Regions from separate parts of the Oryctolagus cuniculus genome. Here region 1 is linked to region 2. A link is a contact called in public Micro-C data. All regions are on one chromosome and are shown on one strand. Each heading gives the region's core, a stretch centred on a gene start, on an enhancer-like site or on the middle of the called end of the contact. The rest is flanking DNA. Distances are from core to core; before and after follow the strand shown. Region 1 holds the start of EEF1A1 (eukaryotic translation elongation factor 1 alpha 1). Region 2 has its middle 51 kb from the start of EEF1A1.

Region 1 (5,620 bases), core at 2,254-4,753, 51 kb before region 2:
CTAGTAAACCCGTTAATAGCCAGCTACATCTCACCTCCCCAAAAAGCTGCAGGCAGCATGCTCATGTGAACAGCTCTTGTACAAGGCAGGCTAAATGCAGTCAGTTTGGCTACTTTTAATAGTTCTATGGGGTACCCTGAAATTCTCAGAACACCAGCCACTGTAAGGCCACCTTTTCAAACCCTGGTTCAATCTGAATTTACAGACCTTATTTTGCCTTTCAAGCTGCATCAAAATCCCAGGGAACACACCCCTTTAGATTACCAAATACTTACAGAATGTTGGAAATCCTATGTTAATTAACTCCAAATTAGAAACCTCAAAGTTATCATATCCATAGTAAATCACCGTGTAGATTCCTTACTAGTGACCAGCCAGCCAACAATCCAAAGACCCAGTACACTTGATCATGTCAAGTGAATACCTCCAAACTATGATTGTCAGCAATCTCCATGCTACTCATGGGTCACTAATACCACTATGAACCTCAAGAATAAAGCTTATTTGAAAATATGCTTTCCCCACCTTCCTGTATCTTAATTCTGATCATCTGTGGTCCACTTCTTATGTCAGGCTACAAATCCTTTACCAAACTGCTTTAGAAGAAATCTGTTAGAAATGGTGTTCTCACTTACATCAGGAAACCACTTTTTACGTTTTCTTAGGACCCTAGAAACCAGTGCTGTTTTACTAAAACTTCAAGTAATTTGGGAAACCAAAATTTAATGATTCTAACAAATTTACTTGTAGCTACACAATTTTATATGCAACATTTCATCCCTTAAGATTACAGAATTTTGCTTTCTAAACTAAATTACATGTCAACAGTTCTAACCAGCAGGGCTAACAGCCCTCCATAGCTTAAAACAAACAGGTGGGAAAAAATCCCTAACCCATGGAGTTTTAAAATTCCAGCCAATTCTAATTAGAAAAACCTGGAACACATTTGACAGGTCCAGTGTTGACAAGAAGACACAGGTTTCTCATTAAACTTTGTTTTAATGGGTCTCAAAATTCTGTGACAGATTTTTGGTCAAGTTGTTTCCATTAAAAAGTACTGATTTTAAAAACTAATAACTTAAAACTGCCACGCACAAAAAAAATGGTCCACAAAACATTCTCCTTTCCTTCTGAAGGTTTTACGATGCATTGTTATCATTAACCAGTCTTTTACTATTAAACTTAAATGGCCAATTGAGACAAACAGTTCTGAGACCGTTCTTCCACCACTGATTAAGACTGGGGTGGCAGGTATTAGGGGTAATATTCATTTAGCCTTCTGAGCTTTCTGGGCAGACTTGGTGACCTTGCCAGCTCCAGCAGCCTTCTTGTCCACTGCTTTGATCACACCCACAGCAACCGTCTGTCTCATATCACGGACAGCGAAACGACCTATTAAAACAAGTATTGAGTTGCCATGAGACACATAGTTCACAGAAGCAATTGTTAATCTTTAGTACAACTTGTAATAGCAATAAAAAAAAAAATCCTTACCCAGAGGAGGATAGTCAGAGAAGCTCTCAACACACATGGGCTTGCCGGGAACCATATCAACAATGGCAGCATCACCAGATTTCAAGAATTTAGGGCCATCTTCCAACTTCTTTCCAGAACGACGATCAATCTTTTCCTTCAGCTCAGCAAACTTGCAAGCAATGTGAGCTGTGTGACAATCCAGTACAGGGGCATACCCAGCACTGATCTGACCTGGATGGTTCAGGATGATCACCTGGGAAAAAAAGGATATGCATTTTAGTGCTTCTCAAACTGAACTGTGGTAACAGCTAGAAATGCTAACTCCCCTGATGTGATAACACTTCATACATGCATCAGATTGCTTACCCCCTTGAGTATGCATGAACATTGTCAATTAACAGATCATTTTAAATTGTTACCTGAGCAGTGAAGCCAGCTGCTTCCATTGGTGGGTCATTTTTGCTGTCACCAGCAACGTTGCCACGACGAACATCTTTGACAGACACGTTCTTGACATTGAAGCCCACATTGTCCCCAGGAAGAGCTTCACTCAAAGCTTCATGGTGCATTTCGACGGACTTGACTTCAGTTGTGACATTGACTGGAGCAAAAGTTACCACCATGCCAGGTTTGAGAACACCAGTCTCCACTCGGCCCACAGGGACAGTGCCAATACCTAAAATATTTGCAGATTACCAAAGAGTTATTGAGGGCCAAAGATTTTTCACCTGTTCCAATTCAAGTTATATTCTGATGTTACATTAATACCCAACTTACCACCAATTTTGTAGACATCCTGTAGGGGCAGACGCAGAGGCTTGTCAGTTGGTCTAGTTGGTGGAAGGATGCAGTCCAGGGCTTCAAGCAGTGTGGTTCCACTGGCATTGCCATCTTTGCGGGTGACTTTCCATCCCTTGAACCACGGCATCTGAAACACAAGAGAACAATTAATTCTATCACATCACCACTTCCAGCTCTTTAACAAGCACTGTCTTGAAAGTCACTTACATTAGCACTTGGCTCCAGCATGTTGTCACCGTTCCAACCAGAAATTGGCACAAATGCTACTGTGTCAGGGTTGTAGCCAATTTTCTTAATGTAGGTGCTGACTTCCTTAACGATTTCCTCGTATCTCTTCTGGCTGTAGGGTGGCTCAGTGGAATCCATCTTGTTAACACCAACAATTAGCTGTTTCACACCCAGCGTGTAAGCCAGAAGGGCATGCTCACGGGTCTGCCCGTTCTTGGAGATACCAGCTTCAAATTCCCCGACACCAGCAGCAACAATCAGGACGGCACAGTCAGCCTTTAAAGAAATCAAGGACACACACTGTGAACGAAGGTACCTCAAACCTAAGGAGGAACTCACCCACCCCCCGCCTAGAAAACCTTATGTCTACAGTTACTAGTTGCACAAACCTGAGATGTGCCTGTAATCATGTTTTTGATGAAGTCTCTGTGTCCTGGGGCATCAATGATAGTCACGTAATACTTGCTGGTCTCAAATTTCCACAGGGAGATGTCGATGGTGATACCACGCTCACGCTCGGCTTTCAGTTTATCCAAGACCCAGGCATACTTGAAGGAGCCCTTTCCCATCTGTAATTACACAGAGCACTCAGACGGTTACTAAGACACAGCAAAGCTTGAAACCCCATGCCCCCCTCCGCTTGGGAATGCATTCCGCTTCCCAAACTGCTGGGCCTAGGTGGCTCTCCAGTCGATATGGTGGCTCGTGATTTTAACATTCACATTCAGACAACTAATCACTGTTGTCTTTTATAGTCATAGCACTCTCATTTTAGTGGCCAGACTTAATGTAATTCAGCATCTTTCCCTTGCGATACTGGACATACCTCGGCAGCCTCCTTCTCAAATTTTTCAATGGTTCTTTTGTCGATGCCACCACATTTGTAGATCAGATGGCCAGTGGTGGTGGACTTGCCCGAATCTACGTGGCCAATGACGACGATGTTGATGTGAGTCTTTTCCTTTCCCATTTTGGCTTTGATTTAGCGGTGGTTTTCACGACACCTAAAATGGAAAAAGGGGGGGAACCTTTGAACCACTGTCCGAGGGTTGAGACTAAGCCACGTTCAAAACTCAAAAGGGCAAATTCCAAGGAGAATTACATCCAATGCCAAGCTGGCCTAACTCTTCAGTCTCCACCCACCGAGTGAGTTAACTCCATCGCCTAAAAAATCTCCGCCCCCAGCCGAGCCAAGCCGAACTCCAAAGGCCACACGAAGAAGCCAGGTGCCCAGACGGCGCCCTGTACCCCGTGGGGTCGCAGGAAGCGGCGGCCGAAGAGGGGAAGGCTCTTTTCCTTTGTGTGGGTGACTCACCCGCCCGCTCTCCCGGGCCACCGCGTCCTCCATTTTGAGCTCCCTGCAGCGGGGACGGCGAGCGGCCATCTTTTTCCGCGCACGCAACTGGTGCCGAGCGGGCCGGGCTCCGCCGCCCGGGGTGGGGCGGCCGCGGCCCCACCGAGCCGCCCGCCCCACGACCCTCGCCTCTCCCCTCGCCCGGCCTGGGCAGGCGCGGCGCCGTCGGGCCTCGCCCAGGCCGCGCCCGACATGTGCGCCCGGACGGGCGGGCCCCGCCGCTCGCTGTCCCTACGCCGCGCGGCCGCCCTGCCACCCCCTCGGGCCGGACGACGAACGCGCGGGGTAGCCCGCCCGGCCTCGGCGGGCCCATCTCGACGAACAAAAAAAGAGCCGTACCGATCCACGTAAAAACTCAAAGGGCCGAAGGGCCCCGCGAGCGAGGCTAGCCAGGCCGGCGCGAAGGCGAGAGGACTCGCACGCGGCGGCCACGCCAGGCCTCAACTCCAGCACGAGGAAGAGGCTCCTGGAAAACGCGCAAACCTCCAACCCTCCCGCCCCGTTACAGCCCGAAATTCGGAGCCAGGAACCTCGTCAAGAGGCTCAGTGGCATGGCAGTGTCCCCGAGCACGCGAGGGCCCCAGCCCGCTCAAGGCCAGACCCGCGGAAGCCACACCCGACACTCACCTGTGTTCTGGCGGCAAACCCGTTGCGAAAAAGAACGTCCAGGGCGACTACGGCACTTATATACGGTTCTCCCCCACCCTCGGGAAGAGGGCGGAGTCAGCACACGACACCGCTTTCCCAGTTTGCCCCGCGCCACCTCCACTAGGCACCGGTTCAATCGCCGTCCCCTCCCCCAACGCCTCGGGGACCGTGGGCGATGTGCGCTCCGACCACTGACGAGCACACAGCGCCTCGCGCATGCTCGCCTCGGTCCCGGTGACGACGAGCGCGAGGGGTAGGGGGCGGGGACGCGGCGATCTCTCGGTTCTAGGGTAACGGGAGTTTAGCGACGGTCCCTGGGCTTCCCCGAGACTGAGGCGAGTCCTCTTTTGTATGAATTACTCTGGGCTCTGGCGGCGAGAGGTGGGGGGAGGGCGGCGGCGAGGGCACCTCCGGGGTCTTCCACTCTCCCCGCTGCACCGCAGAGGTATCGAGGTTCGGGGTGTCTTCCCGCCCAGTCCTCAGCCTTGGCGCCTCGCTGGTCTGAGAGGAAGCCCCGGAGCCTCTTCCTCTGTGGATCACGGCCGGGTCCTGCTGCTCCCTCGCCTCTGCCTTCTGCGCCCCTCCGGTCGGGAGAGGCGTGCAAGGCCCCGGGACTCGGGGCAGCGCGGGGCTAAGGGCTCGGGGAGCGAGAAGCCGGGAGGGGCTCTGCCCGATGGCCGCGAGCACCACGCATCTGCTCCTGGGCTCGTTCCACCAAAGCCTGTCGCCTTTCTGGACGCCCGTGATACAAGTCGCCGCCTGGGGTTCTCCAGATGTTGGGTGTTTCAGTTTAGAACAGACTTCAGTCCTACCGTTAGCTGTACTTCTAATCCTGGTTTTGTTGGGCTAAGACTCTGGAAGAGAGTTCGTGGTCCCATTTTTTTCATCGTGTGCTGTCACTCGACTGCAAGCCCGAGAGGCCATGCTTCGCATTCAGCCTTCCCACATGATCTCGCAGCGACTGAGATCTACAGCATCAGCAAGCTTCTCCCAGCTTCCTATTTCCAACACTTGCTGCGAAGCCACTGCTCTGAAAGCCCCCCTCCCCCATTGAAGTACATGTCTTCCTTTTCTGTTGGCCTGTTGATCGTAACTGTTATTGATTGTAACTAT
Region 2 (5,548 bases), core at 1,511-4,010:
CCTGGGTTCTAATCCCACCTATGCAATTTACTTTTAGATTTTTGGGCAATTTACTTAACCTTGCCTCGCTCAGTTTCCCTATCTGTAAAATGGGGTAACCATAGTACGTACTTCATAGAGTTGTGAGAATTGAATGAGTCGCTCTGAAGTTCTTAGAATATACAATGTCTGCACATAGTAGGTGGAGTAAAGTTTTAAAAAATTAGTCTGCTGGGGCCGGCTTTGTGGTGTAGCAGGTTAAGCCTCTGTCTGTGATGCTGGCATCTCATATGGGCACTGGTTCAAATCGTGGCTGCTCCACTTCCAATCCACCTCCCTGCTAATGCATCTGGAAAAGCAGTGGAAGATGGTCCAAGTACTTGGGCCCCTGCATCCACTTGAGAGACCAGGAAAAACTCTGGGATCCTGGCTTTGGCCTGGACCCACCCTTGCTGTTGTGGCCATTTGGGGAATGAACCAGCAGATGGAAGATTTCTCTTTCTCTGTCTCTTTCTTTGTCTTTCTCTCTCCCCCACCCCCTCTAATTCTTCCTTTGAAAAAATAAATAAATCTTAAAAAAAATTGGTCTGCTATCTCTAGTGAGTCAGCTAGGAGGCTATAGTCAGAAAAAAATCTAGTTTTTCAAACCCTGTATACATGTAACTGATATCTGTATGTGTATAAGGATAATGCACAGTGAACCCTGTGTGAAGAAATCCCGCTGTTGGGTAGTGAAGCACAATGAGGCAGGAGTCACACCTCCTGCAGCACCTGATCCCTGCCTTGCCGATGTCCACAGAAATCGTGGCCTGCGTTTACGAACCAATCTCCAAGTATGTAACAAAAGCAGAGCAAAGTGATTAACTAGATCCAAGTATTTTTATAAACGATGTATTTATTTATTTGAAAGGCAGAGTTAGAGAGAGAGAAAGGAAGAGAGAGAGAAAGGTTTTCCATCCACTGGTTCTCTCTCCAGATGGCTGCAACTGCCAGGGCTGGGCCAGGCCGAAGCCAGGAGCCAGGAGCTTCTTCCAGGTCTTCCACATGGGTGCAGGGGCCCAGGGACTTGCACCATCTTCAGTTGTTTTCTCAGGTGCATTAGCAGGGAGCTGGATTGGAAGTGGAGCAGCTGAGACAACAACTGGTACCCATATGGGACGCCTGCTCTGCCACAGTGCCAGTCCCAATCTAGGCATTCTTAACAAAATAGGATATTTTCCAAAATGCAGCGTTGAATTGGAGTGACTTTTTTTCTTTTCTAAAATTTAGTTATTTATTGGAAGGGGAGAGGAAGGGGAAAATTAACATTTTGCAGACAATTTTCCCCTCTGCACACCTTGCCACCATTTTGCTGAAAATGTGTCACCACAGTTTCTGTCTTCACTTGGAGGGAGAGGGAGGGGAAGACGGAGGGAGAACTTCCATCTTCTGGTTCACTCCACAAATGGCAGCAACAGCGGGGGCTAGGCCAGGCCACAACCAGCAGCCAGGAACTCCATCCTTGTCCCCCATATGCGGGGCAGGGACCTAAGCCTTCGGCCCACCCTCTAGTGCATTACCAGGCACATTAGCAGGAAGCTAATTAGCAGCGCTGGACCAGAACCCGGGCACTCCCACAGGGGACACGGGTGTTCCAAGTGAGGCCTTAACTGGCTGGGTCACAACCCCTGCCCCAGATGACTTTTCTTTTTAAATAGCCCCTTTGCCTGCCTCCCTCTCCCAGAGAGTGTGTGGAGTCAGGAATGTTTTGTGAATTTAGATGAATTGCTCACGTCCCCCAGGGTGACTATATTTATGTCTCAGTTTGCCTGTGACAGCTTTGTGCTGTTGTCCAGGTGTAATTACTAGTAGCATCCCTTTCCCACTTAAACGCCTTGGTTTACATGGTCACCCCAGCAATCGCAAAAAGAGAGGGGCAAAGATGGACGTGCATGTACCACTGTAACAGGGTTAGTGTAGTAGTATTGTGGGGGACAGGGAGATTTACACGGGTAACTTGTGCAGCTGGATGGCGCCCCTGGCTTTGAAGCTGGTGAAAGTCTTGGGCGACCGGGCCGGCTGCAGGCCAGCCTCCCTGGCGGACTGATGCAGCTTCCTGGAGAGATTTAGAGCCGGCCAGCCCTAGCGTGGCTCTCTTTCCATCCCCCTCTTCCTCCCACCAGCCGCACAAGCAAACAGACAGGACAAAACCCCCGGGTATTCAACACTTGTATCGATTTTTAAAGTTGGCTGCAGCCCTAAATTCCTCGAGAGTAGCTGGGTGCCCCATAAGAAACCCCGAGCTCAACAGATCCTGAACTGCACCACTGCATTTTCCGCCCACGATCTCGGCCAGGCCTCGCGCCAAGGTTTCGCCTGAGCAGGGGAAACCGCGTCCCGCGAGGCTCCCGGGAGGCCTCCTCCAGCCACAGCGCAGCCCTCACTCACGGCTGGACGCAAAGACTTTTTTTCACGACACTTTTTTTCTGCCGAGTTACGAAAACACGTGCAGGGCGCCCCGCCCCGTCCCGCCCCCACGCGGACTTGGTGGGGGTCTCCTGGCTTCTGTCGTTCGCTTGCCCAAGGGGCTTTTAGGTCCCGGTGTTCGTGTGGGATTTTCCAAAAATCAGCGTAACTAGATGGGCATCGAGAGAGCTGTTACACAACAAGACGTGAGGGTTCTGAAAGTCACCTGTTGCCCAGCGCCCCTGCTGCCCCCAGCGGCCGGTCCTAGCGGCCGGGCGGGCGGGCGCGGACGCCGCTTCCGGGGCCCCGCGGTGACTTTCCATTGTCCCCAGGCCGCGCCCGCCGCGCGCTGGCTGAGTCATTCAAAAATTCCTCTTTGTGTGCTCTCCGCGCGCAGAGATGGGCGCTGCAATAGTCCTCTTTCAGACAAAAGAAACGCGGCCTCTCGGAGCTCTGCTTCGCGAGTCAGCTAAAAGATGAGTCAAACTCGCGTTTCCGGACAGCGACAAATATTTGCCGTGCCCCACCCCGCGGAGAAATGCCCGCAGCTCGAGTTTCGCCCCCAAGTGGCTCGAATCTGGAGCGTGCTTTTAGTGTGCGGGGTCAAGTGATCCGGGGTGGGGGATGGTGAGGGCTGTGCATTCCAAGCTTGTGAAGTGTGTGTGTGTGTGTGTGTGTGTGTGTGTGCGTGCTTTCAACATCCGACCTTTACGAAGTATTTTTTTTTTTTTTAACAAATGTAAAATCCTTACTGTGAAAGTTGGCGGGGATTTACTCCGGGATCAAGGAGTGGATAAAGTGGCAGAGCTGAATGACATCCTCCAGGAGAGAGTCTGTGTTTCTGGCAAGTAAATATGGGTCATTTGGCACAGCCTGTGGGCTGACATGAATATCAACAAGGGCCACTTTGTCAGCCGGAAGCCACTTGACTGCCCTGCGCTGGCTGCGCGGTATAGTTTGAGGGGATGACACTCGTGGGGACCTTGGAGTTCCAGGACCAGGGACTCTGGGTCTGGGATTCCACAGCCAGCGGGGACAATTCTACGGCTGTCTCTGAATTTTTGTATTTTTTTAAAAAAATGCATATTTTTCCTGTTTTAAAAAATATATATTTATTTTAGAGGCAGAGAGAATGAGAGAACTCGCATCTGCTGATTCACTCCGCAAATGCTTAAAACAGTTGATTTCCCACATAAGAGAAAGGGACCCATCCAGTGCTGGTTCCCAGCGTCTGCAGTGGCAGGAAGCGAGGGTCCCAAGCCAGAGCCAGGAACTTGGCCAGGCACTTCAATCTGGAGGGCTGGCATTTAACTGCTAGACCCAACTCCTGCCCCATTTATTTTAACTTTCAGAAATTTAAAAAAATACAAAGGAGAAAAAAGTAAATTTCCTGTAATTCACTATCTAGAAATAATCGCTGTTAACGTATTGGTGTATGGATGCATATTTTATTCAAACAAAACTGGAACCACTATACTCAAGCTAATTAAGAATACAAGCCAATACAAAACACCTGTATATGAATGTTCAAAGAAATACTGTTCACAACTGTCACAAAGTAGAAGTGACTAAATAGGTCCATCAACAGATGAATGAATAAACAAGAATGGTGAATTCATGAGAAATATTATTTGGCAATAAGAAGGAATGAAGGACTGATAGGCGCTGTAACAGGATGAACCTCGAAAGCATTATTCTGGGGCCAGCGCTGCGGTGTAGCGGGTAAAGCCGCCGACTTGCGGTGCTGGCATCCCGTATGGGCGGCGGTTCGAGTCCCGGCTGCTCCACTTCTGATCCAGCTCTCTGCTATGGCCTGGGAAAGCAGTAGAAGATGGCCCAAGTCCTTGGGCCCCTGCACAAGCATGGGAAGAAGCTCTTGGCTCCTGGCTTCGGGCCAGCGCAGTTCCGGCCGTTATGGCCGTTATGGCCGTTATGGCCGTTATGGCCGTTATGGCCATCTGGGGAGTGAACCAGCAGATGAAGACTCCTGCCTCTGCCTCTCTGTAACTCTGCCTTTCAAATGAATAAATAAATCGTAAAAAAAAAAAAAAAAAAAAGAAAGAAAGCATTACGCTAAGAGAAAGCTGCCAGTCACAGTAGACAGCATGTTACATGATTCCACTTATAGAAAAGATACCTGTAGAGCAGAAAGTACCTTAGTGGTGGGCAGGGGCTGAGGGGAGAGGGGCATGGAGAACAAGTGCTAGTGTCTTTTTTTGGGGTGTTGGATACACTAAAAATCAAGGAATTATACTCTTTAAAAAAGAATTTTTATCATATATGAATTTTATCTCAGTAAGCTCTTACATTTAAAAAAAATCAACAATCTTTTCTCTCTCTTAGCACCATCATGGTGATTGGCAAGAACAAGAACCTCCCCAAAGGTGGCAAAAAAGGGAGACAAGAAGAAAATGGCTGACCCGTTTTCTAAATATTTGTTTATTTATTTTTAAGATTTATTTATTTGAAAATCAGAGTTACAGAGAGAGAGGAGAGGCAGAGAGAGAAAGAGAGGTCTTCCATCCAATGGTCCACTCCCCAATTGGCTGAAACAGCCAGAGCTGTGCCGATCTGAAGCCAGGAGCCAGGAGCTTCTTCCAGGTCTCCCACATGGGTGCAGGGGCCCAAGGCCTTGGGCCATCTTCTACTGCTTTCCCGGGCCATAGCAGAGTGAACTATCCAGCTCATAGCAGAGAGCTGGATCAGAAGAAGAGCAGCCGGGACTTGAACTGGAGCCCATATGGGGTGCCGGCACTTCCGGCCAGGGCGTTAACAGCGCCGGTTTTTGCCTTTGACTTGACCCAGCCCTAGCTATTGTGGGCATTTGGGAGTCTACTAGTGATTGGGAGATCTTTGTGTGTATCTATCTGCTTCTAAAATAATAATAATATACTGGAAAAACGTTAGTCATGAAGACTCAAGGAATCAAAATGTTTTCAAAGGTTTATTTATTTATTTGAAAGGCAGAGAGCAAGGGAGGGAGAGAGAAAGAGAGAGGAAGGGATCTTCCATCTGATAGTTCATTCTACAAATGGCTGCAATGGCCCAGGCCGGGCCAGGCTGAAGTCAGGATCCTGGAACTCCACCTGGCACTCTCACATGGGTGGCAGGGCCCCAAGTATTG

What was found. Hi-C and Micro-C count contacts between places; a contact is called where the count stands out from the background.
Region 1: a Micro-C map of ear pinna shows a contact between it and region 2, with 4 times the contacts expected there. The contact joins the promoter of EEF1A1 here to the enhancer-like site in region 2. A contact is called at or near these places in 5 of 6 Hi-C or Micro-C datasets (ear pinna, embryonic fibroblasts, psoas muscle and 2 more).

The regions. Positions count from the first base shown.
Region 1 is chr5:99,026,998-99,032,617 of mOryCun1.1, reverse strand. EEF1A1 (eukaryotic translation elongation factor 1 alpha 1) reads right to left here and starts at 3,503. Exons shown (of 7, transcript NM_001082339.1): 1 at 3,332-3,503; 2 at 2,895-3,074; 3 at 2,485-2,781; 4 at 2,254-2,404; 5 at 1,896-2,152; 6 at 1,495-1,729; 7 at 983-1,392. The coding sequence starts at 3,475. The coding sequence ends at 1,268.
Region 2 is chr5:98,975,368-98,980,915 of mOryCun1.1, reverse strand. No RefSeq gene overlaps it. Among named protein-coding and RNA genes, the nearest start is that of EEF1A1, 51 kb to the left of the region's middle. Within about 2 kb of position 2,760, at least 6 of the 8 cell types and tissues checked have an H3K27ac peak or open chromatin away from gene starts, as enhancers often do. A contact at or near this core is called in ear pinna, where this site is marked.